Linked DNA regions of Lactuca sativa: region 2 is linked to region 1. A link is a contact called in public Hi-C data. All regions are on one chromosome and are shown on one strand. Each heading gives the region's core, a stretch centred on a gene start, on an enhancer-like site or on the middle of the called end of the contact. The rest is flanking DNA. Distances are from core to core; before and after follow the strand shown. Region 1 holds the start of LOC111891113. Region 2 holds the start of LOC111879081.

The links. A called contact is a pair of places that touch in the nucleus more often than the background predicts.
Region 2: a Hi-C map of leaf shows a contact between it and region 1, with 5 times the contacts expected there. The contact joins the promoter of LOC111879081 here to the promoter of LOC111891113 in region 1. A contact is called at or near these places in 2 of 4 Hi-C or Micro-C datasets (both in leaf).

Annotation. Positions count from the first base shown.
Region 1 is chr3:72,047,106-72,052,407 of Lsat_Salinas_v11, reverse strand. LOC111891113 reads left to right here and starts at 3,592. Exons shown (of 1, transcript XM_023887198.1): 1 at 3,592-4,653. The coding sequence starts at 3,592. The coding sequence ends at 4,653.
Region 2 is chr3:72,347,135-72,352,368 of Lsat_Salinas_v11, reverse strand. It overlaps LOC111879081, which reads left to right and starts at 3,869. Exons shown (of 4, transcript XM_023875558.1): 1 at 3,869-4,132; 2 at 4,224-4,320; 3 at 4,392-4,454; 4 at 4,550-4,872. The coding sequence starts at 3,869. The coding sequence ends at 4,872.

The DNA.
Region 1 (5,302 bases), core at 2,343-4,842:
ATAGATGGTCCTTATGGTTGACATAATTGACCAAATTTGGTCCTTATGACAAATTTTGTGCATAGATGGTCCTTGTGGTTTCAAAATCTTGCAAAGACAGTCATTTTGGCTAACGGTGTTAACTTTTTCAGTTAAGTCCCTTGTGAAATGACACATTTTCCCTTCATGTCATAAGAATCATTTATGTAATTTGTTCCAGCCACAAGGACCATTTATGTAACTTTGTCTATTATTTCTTTTATTTATATTTCTATGATTTAGAGTCTTTTTTTTTAAGTTTTGTTCGAATATATTCTTGATGTTTTTTTTTGCATTTTTTGCTTGTGTTTTTTGATATTTTGTTTGTATCATTTTTTTTGACGTTTTGTTCGAATACATTTATTAATATTTCTTTTAACTTTTTGTTTGAATAATATCTTCTAACTTTTTTGACATTATTTTCAAATATATTTTTTAATGAATTTTTTATATTTTGTTTGTTTATATTTGTTAAAGATTTCATGGTTACTATAGTCATAATTGATAATTTAATTCACTTACATTCATATTTTCTTTTTTTTTCTTTTAATATAGATAAGGTTATATGATTATTATTTTTTAATTCAAATATATAACTATATAACACATATAAGGTTGTATAATTATTACTTTTGTACAAAAGCTTTATATATATATATATATATATATATATATATATATATATATATATATATATATATATATATATATATATATATAAGTTTGTTAAATGTGAATATGATTAATAAATAAATGTATTACAACAAATGACCATGCAAATATGAAAATATGATTGTAAGTAAATATTCAAACAAAAACCCAAAAAAATATTAATAATTGTATTAGAACAAAATGTCGAAAAATTAGAAAAATTATACGAATAAAATATCAAAAAATATAAAAAAAACATTAAAAAATATATCCAAACAAAACGTCAAAAAAATCTAAATCATAGAAATATAAATAAATTAAATAAAAATAATGATAAATAATAGACCAAATTACATAAATTGTCTATGTTGCTGAAACAAAATACATAAATAGTCCCTACGGTAGAAAGGACAAATATGTCATTTCAAAAAAAAAAAATTATCTAAAATTTTATCAGGATTATTCAAAATGAGTGTCTTTACAAGATTTTGAAACCACATCAACTAAATATAAAATTTGTCTAACCAAGGTTGGTCAATAACCCCAAATGTAATTTTGTCTTGGAAAAATAGTAGAGCCGCCATGCCCCATTTATCCATAAAAGAACCACAAGCCATGAATCGATCCATGTGCTGTCACTCTGTCGTTACCGATCTTTCTCTTTCAATACTATCATTACTGATCCAAGTAAACTTCCTTCTACCAAGACTGAATTCAAAAAGCTTCGAGTCCCTAATAAACGAATTAAAAATTTTCATGCTCAAATCACATCCATAATTTGAAAATCTCTCTCGTCTATATCTAACTACATTGAAGTCACCCATTAGCAACCAACAACCACTTAAGGAGAGGACCATATTTTTAAGGTTATTCCAAAGAATCGCAGGATTATCACAATCAACTGGAGCGTATACATTAACTAAATTTGTAAGACCATTCATCCCACTCTAATATCCAGAAAAAATAATAAAATGAGAATCTTTTATAATATTCAACTGCTTAAAAATATCAGAGTTCCAGACACAGAAAAGACCAGCAGTTTTCTCACTTTCAATTGAAGTTAGATGACTATTATTCAACACCTTCCATCCTTTCTTGAAATAGCACCTGCGACATCTCCTAATGATTGTGAAAAAGAGTCTGAAATACCCAAAGTATTGGGCTCCATAGTCCAAAGTTGATCCATAAAACTATCCTGTCCAAGAGAGACTTTTGGCCCATTGAAATATCTTGAATATACCCATTACCAGCCAAATGACCCACCTGTGAATTAGAACATTTAATCCTCTAATATATTTAATAGAACAATCAACCAAACCTGATGAAAAAAATTGGATAACATATCTTAATGTCTTTTGCTTCCCCAATCAGACAAACATCAAGCCAGGAACACGAACTTGGTCATAATACCTCCGAAATTACAATCTTATCAAGCAATGAATCAATACATCTATTCATACTCTCCTTTTTACCGGATACATCCTCAACATACGACATATATCTCAGACACACCTTATTAACAAAAGCTTTTACATCATGTTTAACCTTGACAGTGAAATCCGTTCCTTCTCCATGGGTGATATATTCGCCCAAGCCTACTACACCAAAGTTCAAAACATTATTGATACCCATAAGATCTTGGATGCAAACTCGAAGATTGAAGACAAACATCTGGTTATCTACACAATTAATGACATTTCTCCTTGTTTTGATAACCCCACAACTCTCAAACGTCACTGTGACAAATCGTGTCAAAATAAGTATATAAAAATATATAATCAGATTATATTATTATAATATAATCATTTGTTCAAGGATAAGTATGGTTGGGTGCAAATGTTATTTTGGATTTGTTATTTGTTGTGTGTGTTTTTTTGGATGACGTGTTTAGTGGGAACGGGTAGGTGTTTAATCGTCGTGAGCATGACGGATGTGTGTGATCGGCGGGGATGAGAATTAAGAATCATACTCATTCCTTGGATATTTAAAATACTTGAGTACAATGGATGATTAGTTGTCTCATGGAGAAGTTTGGTTCTTTCTTTGGATAATTAATCGTTCCCCTAAATTATGTCATCGGGTGATATGTTTGTTATATGATTTCTTGAAACTATATGATAAAACTATATTTTTTTAAGTGATGAACATGTATGTGCAACACGAACTCACTAGGCCCTAGGCTTACCCATTTAGATACTTTAAATGTGCGCAACCAGGAAACTATTTAGCAAGTGGCAGGAAAAAGTTCAAGGAGAAGGATTGATCCAGAAGTCGACAGAGGAATTCCACAAAGACGTAACACCCGACGTTGTTTAGTTGAAGACTTTGTTTAATTTTATTTTGTTTCCGTTGTAGTTTAGTCTTTAAGTAAGTGCTTAATTGATCTTGGGAGATGTTGGAACGATTATTTGTTATATAATCTATATATGAAAATTGGGGTGTTACAAGTTGGTATCAGAGCGTTGTTTAAGCAGATTAGGTGTTTGCATAAACACTTAAGCTTAGACGGAAGGAATAAGAGGTAATCAAACGACTAAATTAGACCACATCTCACTTGTAGGTATCATGTCTCCAAGAAGATCTGGAAGGTTTTCTAGGGTCACCCCGGAGGAAGAACGTATCCCAATTGGAGCTTATGTTAGAGCACCAGGAGATGTACCAGAAACCCCACTAATCCTAAACGTTAATCGTGGACGGGACCAAGGAAGAGGTAGGGGTAGAGGAAGAGGCTGAGGAGCGGTTAGAGCACCAATACCTATACAATCAGCCCATGGCAGCTCTGGATCCCACCGCGTTCGAGGTCGAGGTCGCGGAAGGGGTCGTGCAGCAAACACGATCACTAGAGAAGAATTGGTTGATGAGATTGCTCGGGCGATACACGCTACCTTGCCAGATGTAGTTGCTCAGGCACGAGAAGCAATAATGGGTGAGTATGAAGGTAACTTGGGTGGAGGTGAAGAAGACTACGAATACAGCACACAAAATATAAATCGTGAACCAAGTATTGGACAACCATCAAGGCACATTGACAACCATGAACGAAGGGGTTGTAGTTACAAGACGTTCATGAATTGTAAGCCACCCATATTTAACGGAGAAATTGATCCTGTTTTGTCATCAACATGGATTATGGAGATTGAGGGCACATTTGATTCTAGCAAGTGTGCGGATGAGGACAGGGTGATTTATGCTGCGACAATGTTAAAAGGGGAGGCAATACATTGGTGGGGCATGGTGAAGGAAGTTAGGGGGCGTGAGCCGGCCAAGAACATGTCATGGGATGAGTTTTTAAGAATCTTTAAAGAAACGTTTTGCCCTCGAACAACGGTAAAACAGTTCGAGGAAGAATTCTTGAAACTGGAACAAGGGAACATGACTGTGAGGAAGTACACCACTAAGTTCACGGAGAAAGCTAGGTTTGCCGAATTTTACGTATCTACAGAAGAAAGAAGGGTGGAACGCTATATTTGGGGATTGAGAACAGCTATCCATGAATTTGTGCAAATTCAGAAACCAAGTACTTTCCAGTCTGCTGTAGACGCCGCGGAAGGCCGAGAGCGGGAAAAGAATCGCCAGGGTAAGAATAAGGATTCAGGGAAAAGGAAGTTGGAAAGTTCAAATACAGACTCAAAGAAAGGCAAGACTTCTAGTTCAGACTGTAACTATGAGCAACAGTCTGGGATAGCGCAATGTACTATATGCAAACGATTCCATAAAGGGGAGTGTAATATGAATCAAAGAACTTGCTACAAATGTGGAAAAATAGGACATATCGCTTCTGATTGTAAAGTGGGGAAAGTATGTTATGGGTGCGGGTCCCCAGATTACATCAGGTCAAACTGTCCTCAAAATAAGGGTAACAATAATCAACGCATGATGACAGAGAAAGAGAATCGGTCGGGAGATGAAAAGGCAGAAACGACAAGGACAAACGGAAGAGTTTTCCATATGATAGCTCAGGAAGCTCATGATACCCCGATATAGTGGCGTGTGCTTTCTTAGTAAACTCTATATTATGGGTGTTATTGAATGTGGATGCAAACATTTTTTTTCATTACTTTTTGTAAGTTCCTAATTATGGGTGCAAAAGCTTTAGAAAAAAAGACCGATGATGATCATTGTGTAATCGTAAGAACGGAATTTGATGATTGTTTGATTTAGATAAACAGTTCTTTTAGCACCATTAATACTAGCACTCGTAACACTATGTTGTTTGATTATCGTGGTAGGAATAGATTGGTTGTTAAAAACCAAGTTAACATAGTAAGAAAGCTATTCGGGCATGGGTACGAAATAGGAAAACATGATATGACAAATATATCATTGGTAAGGGATTTCTTGAAAGTCCTATTGGTTAGCACCAATAAGGATGAAAGGATTTATTTAATAGTTGCATAACCTACTCGAAAAGGATGGGACGATCTAGATATGCATGGATTACCAAAAGTCAAAGAAGGTGTAAGATCTTTACTTATTACGGAAGGTTAACGTTGTCACTTATATACTAAGTCATAAGATAAGGAAGGAATCAAGTAAGATTCAAAATGATGAGAATTTATGTAAGCGTCAGACTATTGGGTGGACTGGAGAAGAGTCGGAAACAATCCTCGGTAGAGGAGAAGTGGAAAGATTT
Region 2 (5,234 bases), core at 2,620-5,119, 300 kb before region 1:
CTTAGAAGGACTGGATCTATGAGTTAGTGGAACAGATCTGACCTCAGAAGGTTGTTTGGGGTTGTGCATGGAATGCACTTGCCGAGTCCATTTCCAGACTCGACGAGTTGGTGCGGGTTGTTCAGTGATTTCGAACCAGGGGTTGAGTAACCGAGTCGGGTGAGTGACTCGGTGAGTCGGAAGGGACTCAGAGGAATCGGGTCCCCGTAGAGACTCGACGAGTCCACGCCAGACTCGGCGAGTTGAGTTGACCGTTGACCATTGACCAGAGTTGACCGGTGTTGACTTGATAGGGTTAGTCAACCTTAGTTAGGAAAGTGTTAATTAGAGATGTATTGTGTTATAGGAGGACTATAGCTCGGGAGATCGAGCACTAGGGATTTCAGGGATTTACGAGTTACTGAGATACGCAAGGTGAGTCTTCTCACTATACTTTACCTTGAGTAGGTAATCAAAGTTATGTGACATAGTATTTGTATGCTGTATGTATGTTATGTGTTGTACTGCATTATTTCTATGTGATTTATGCTGTGCATGTTTATAGAGTTGGAACCGAAAGGTTCACAGAGTTAGAACCAGAGGGTTCTCAGAGTAGGGTCCACGGACCCACAGAGTTATAGCCTCGAGTGGCTAATATGTGCTATGTGTGGTATTTTGGGGAACTCACTAAGCTTTATGCTTACAGTGTTTGGTGTTATTTGTTTCAGGTACTAGTGAGGATCGCGGGAAGGCGCCGACCTGATCAGTACACACACAAGATTTTTATGTTATGAGATCTTGGGATTTTTATATGCTACTAATTCGAGTTTCAAACAATGATGTTTTTATGAATATTGAATGAATTGTGTTTTGTATAAAATGCGAAAAATTGTTTTGAAATTTACGGTGTTACATATTCCCCCCCCCCCCTTAAAAAGCATTGAAAAAGGTAAATTGATGGGGTATGAACTCACCTTATGTGAGTGATTCTTTGGAAGGTTCGATATAGGATGATTGTTTCCACAAGTTAGATCCCGAGGCAAAACAAGTCCTAAAATGCATTTCACGTAATATATATGTATACAATTAGTGAATAGAATCATAAGCACGTTAAGGAAATCGACTAATTTGTAAGTTTCACTTACAAATAAGAGCGTTATAAGCGATTAGTGTGGTTGCAATGGGTTTTTGGCCCAATGTGGATCTTGGTGTTCTTGGTGAAACCAAGGAGATTCAAGGGTTTTCGGCCAAGGATCTTGATGGAATGAAGAACACTTGATGTTCTTGGCAAGATCCTAAGGAGATTCAAAGGAATTTCAGATGATAGTTGAGAGAGAATGAGGGTTTTCGGTTGGTGTTCTTGAGAGTAAAAGGGTGTTTTCGGCTAGAATGGTAGAAGTGATGAAGTGTTTTCGGTCCCCCCATATTTATAGGGTCGAAATCATGATGGGACACATGTATTGGTTCTCGCACCGAAGGGATAAGACCGAAGTTTGCGGCTGGGATGTTGACAGCCGAAAACGAAGGCTCGCATGTTTGCAGCCCGAAGAGTGTTTGCGGCCGAAAGCCGTTTGCGGTCCGAAGTCTTAAGCTAGGCGAGGGTTTTCGGTTTACACACTACACTTCTAATTTAAGCAACACTTCTAATTCAAGGCTTTTAAACACATATAGGTTATCAATCTAACCTTAAAATTAAATCAAAACAATAAGTTTGACTTTATTTGACATGATTGACTTTAGTTGACCCAAGTTTGATTTTAGTTGACTTTTGCAATAACGAAATTAACAGGTTGTCACACAAAATTCACTGTCTTTTCTTTTTACTATTATCTTGTTACATACATGTATCTCCCTGATTTACATACTTTTTCTTTTTTATAATATGCAACAAAAACAAATCTATCGAAGATTTGAAGCTAACAAATGATCCCATTGGACATTCATGGTCTTCTCTAAGGAGTTAGAGATTAACTAAAGACCCATAAGTATAAGATATGGTATCGGGTTGAATGTCTTTTTAATATTGAGATAAAAATATTTGGAAGTCTCTTGTTAGGTTTATCCGTTTATGCATCTGTTAAACTTAGTGTCACATTTTAGTTTTGTTTAGATGTGCTTCAGTTACTATCCCAATTGTAATGTGGTTAGTTGGAATGTGATTGTGAATTGAGTTATGGAAGGCTGTGGTTTTGGTATAAACAATGGCGGATCCTTTAAGGGGCCAGGGGAGGCCATGGCCTCCCCGTTTTTTGGCCTACTAATTAGCAATGTAGAGAAGGAGATCTGTAAAAATGATAAGGAAAAGTGAAAAGGAGGCAAAAAAAAAATGAACTACTGCTGCTACTTTTTCGTTGATTGAAATCTCCGACGAAGATATACTGCCTCTTCCCGGCGTCTGCGCAACTTCGCATCTCATTGGTTGCTTCACATCTTCAAAGTTGCTTTGCCTTGTATATTTGGTTTCCGTTTTTACCTCCGGGAGAAAACCAACTTCGAGTTTTGTGAGGTGTTTTAGCTGCCAGTATCTTTTTCTAAGGTTTTCAAAAAGAAAAAAAGAGACACACTGCCCAATGTAATTTTGTGAACTACTTTTACTATTTTAAATAATATGAAACACAAATGTTAACTTTTCTTGAAAACCCAGTATATAGATTAATATTTATTTTAAGTTATTTTAAAACCAAATTACTGGAGATATTGTTATACTAAACTACAGACGAGTTGTTTTAAATATGGGTAATTTAGTATATTTTTGTCAATAAACTCATGATATATTTATTTACTTTTGTTAGAGATATTGTTATGTTAAGATTTGATAATTTTGGTCTTATTAAAAATTCAAATCTTTTGAGCTATAAAGAAAAGGGTAAAAGAAAGATAAATTAAATATATTTTACTTTTGTCATAAAGGCATCATATATTTCTTTATTTTATCAAAATTTATTTGATATGTTGTAATTAGTTAAGAAATATTATGTGATACAAACGTTTATTTTAAAATAATCTCATTTTGAAGTTAATTAATATATTTTTTGTATAAAAAGAATCACAAAATGAATCTCATTTAAGCTTAATAACTTAATATGGTTTCGCCCCCTTCACTTATGGTGGTTGTGTTCCGCCTCTGGGTATAAATATATGTGAATTTTGGAATACGTGTAGTTTATATATGAACAACTTGATAGAACATGTTGTGTAATGTGTTTGACAACTGATGTGAAACAAAACTTATTTTTTTAGTCCAATCCAGAAAGTTGTATTCGGTGCAAAACAATAAATAACTCGAACTCTCAATTATAAAAAAATATGTTCTTTTGGTCCTAGGCAACTGCTATTATTGTATTAATAGAAATAAATGGTTTGTGGCAAAGTCTATTTCCTATGGCAGATGTAAATGTGCTAAGCCACAAGTCTACTTATTCCCAATATTGAAGACTTGGAAGTCAACAGTTAATTTGTATTCTTTGTCGTTGGGCTTTTTTTTTTCTTGATCAAATGATTGGTTCCTATTTCAATCTTTTTCATATTAGGATTTATAGCATAGTGTCTAGCCGAAGTCATGCTTTTTCATGTTGCATTACTCATCCATCTATTATTGTGTTTAAGTTGTATTTTAGGATTAAGAGAGTGCCATGGCCAACCAAGATGATGATGGGAAAAAAGACGAAGGCTAGTGGTTATTCTAATGTTCATGGCCATTGTAATACATCGTAGAATTTCGAAAAAAAAGTAATCATAATTTACTAAGTAAGGAAGAAATGTTAAAGCGTCAACTTGAACGAGAACGACTATTACACAAACTTGTAAAAGGTGGGAAATGTCGTGAGCAAGCTTTTCCAAAGTTGTGTACTATCTTACAATGTGACGGTGGCCTGCGACCTACACAAGCATGTTTGTTGAAGAACATGTTGCAAGGTTTCTGCACATCATAGGTAACGATATGAGAAACACCATGGTCTCTTTCATGTATGGACACGCTAAATCTATAACAAGTAGGTGCTTCCATAGAGTTCTTCGTGCGGTTGTAGCATTAGAAAGTTACTACATTCAACAACCTAAAGGTGATGTTGTCTCGAAAGAAATTCAAGAGAAAAATAGATTTTATCCCTACTTCAAGAATTGTGTAGGGGCAATTGATGGGACACATGTTCATGTAAAACTACCGAATAAGGATGCCACTAGATATCATGGTCGCAAGGGCCCCTACGATAAATGTCTTAGCCGCATGTTCATTTGATTTGAAGTTAACGTACGTTTTAACCGGGTGGGAGGGTACTGCCTCTGACTCAAGGATAATGAAAGATGCACTTAAAAGAGACGATAAGCTACTAATTCCTAAGGGTAATTTCTATTAAGTAGTTTAATTTTATCTGCATTCGTTTATTAGAAAACTAATTACATGTTATTTATAGGACGATATTATTTGGTAGACGCCTGTTTGCCTCATACCCTTGAACTAATGACATCATATAGAGGTGTTAGGTATCATTTGAAAGAGTATTCTACTCACCCCCAGTGAACGCTAGGGAGTTGTTCAATCTTTGACATGCTTCTTTACGTAACGCAATAGAACGGGCATTTGGTGTTCTAAAAAGAAGGTTCCCAATCGTTAGAAGTACACTGGAACCTTTTTACTCGTGTGACACACAATCGGACATTTTTGTGGCATGTTGCATCTTACAAAATTTTTTACTCGCCGAAGACCGTGACAAAAAACTTGAATATGAAGTCTTACAAGAGGTGTTGGATGAACAACCACAACAAGTGAGACATGATGTTAATAACGAACGCGTGTATAGTAACGAAGCTGAGGAATTGAGGAACGCTATTACAACTCAAATATGGGATGATTACTCGTTGAAACCAAACAATGAAATGGATATGTCTAATTAGTTTTATACTAGATCAATAATATGTCGATTTTAGTTCATTATGTTATTTTAGTTTAATTCTGTAGTGACATTTGCAATTAATTTATTTGATGGTGTTATTTATATTATGAGCCATCTTATTCTTATATATATATATATATATATATATATATATATATATATATATATATATATATATAATGTCTGGCTCATTATACTATCTTTATATCTACAAAGCAACCATGACGAAAAGGGTAGCTGATGGAAGTGTAGTGAAAAAAGAAAATTTGACATGGACACATCATATGGATAACGTTCTCGTTGAAGCTCTAATAAAGGAAGATCAAATAGGTAATCGGCTGATGGTACATTCACTTCGCAAGC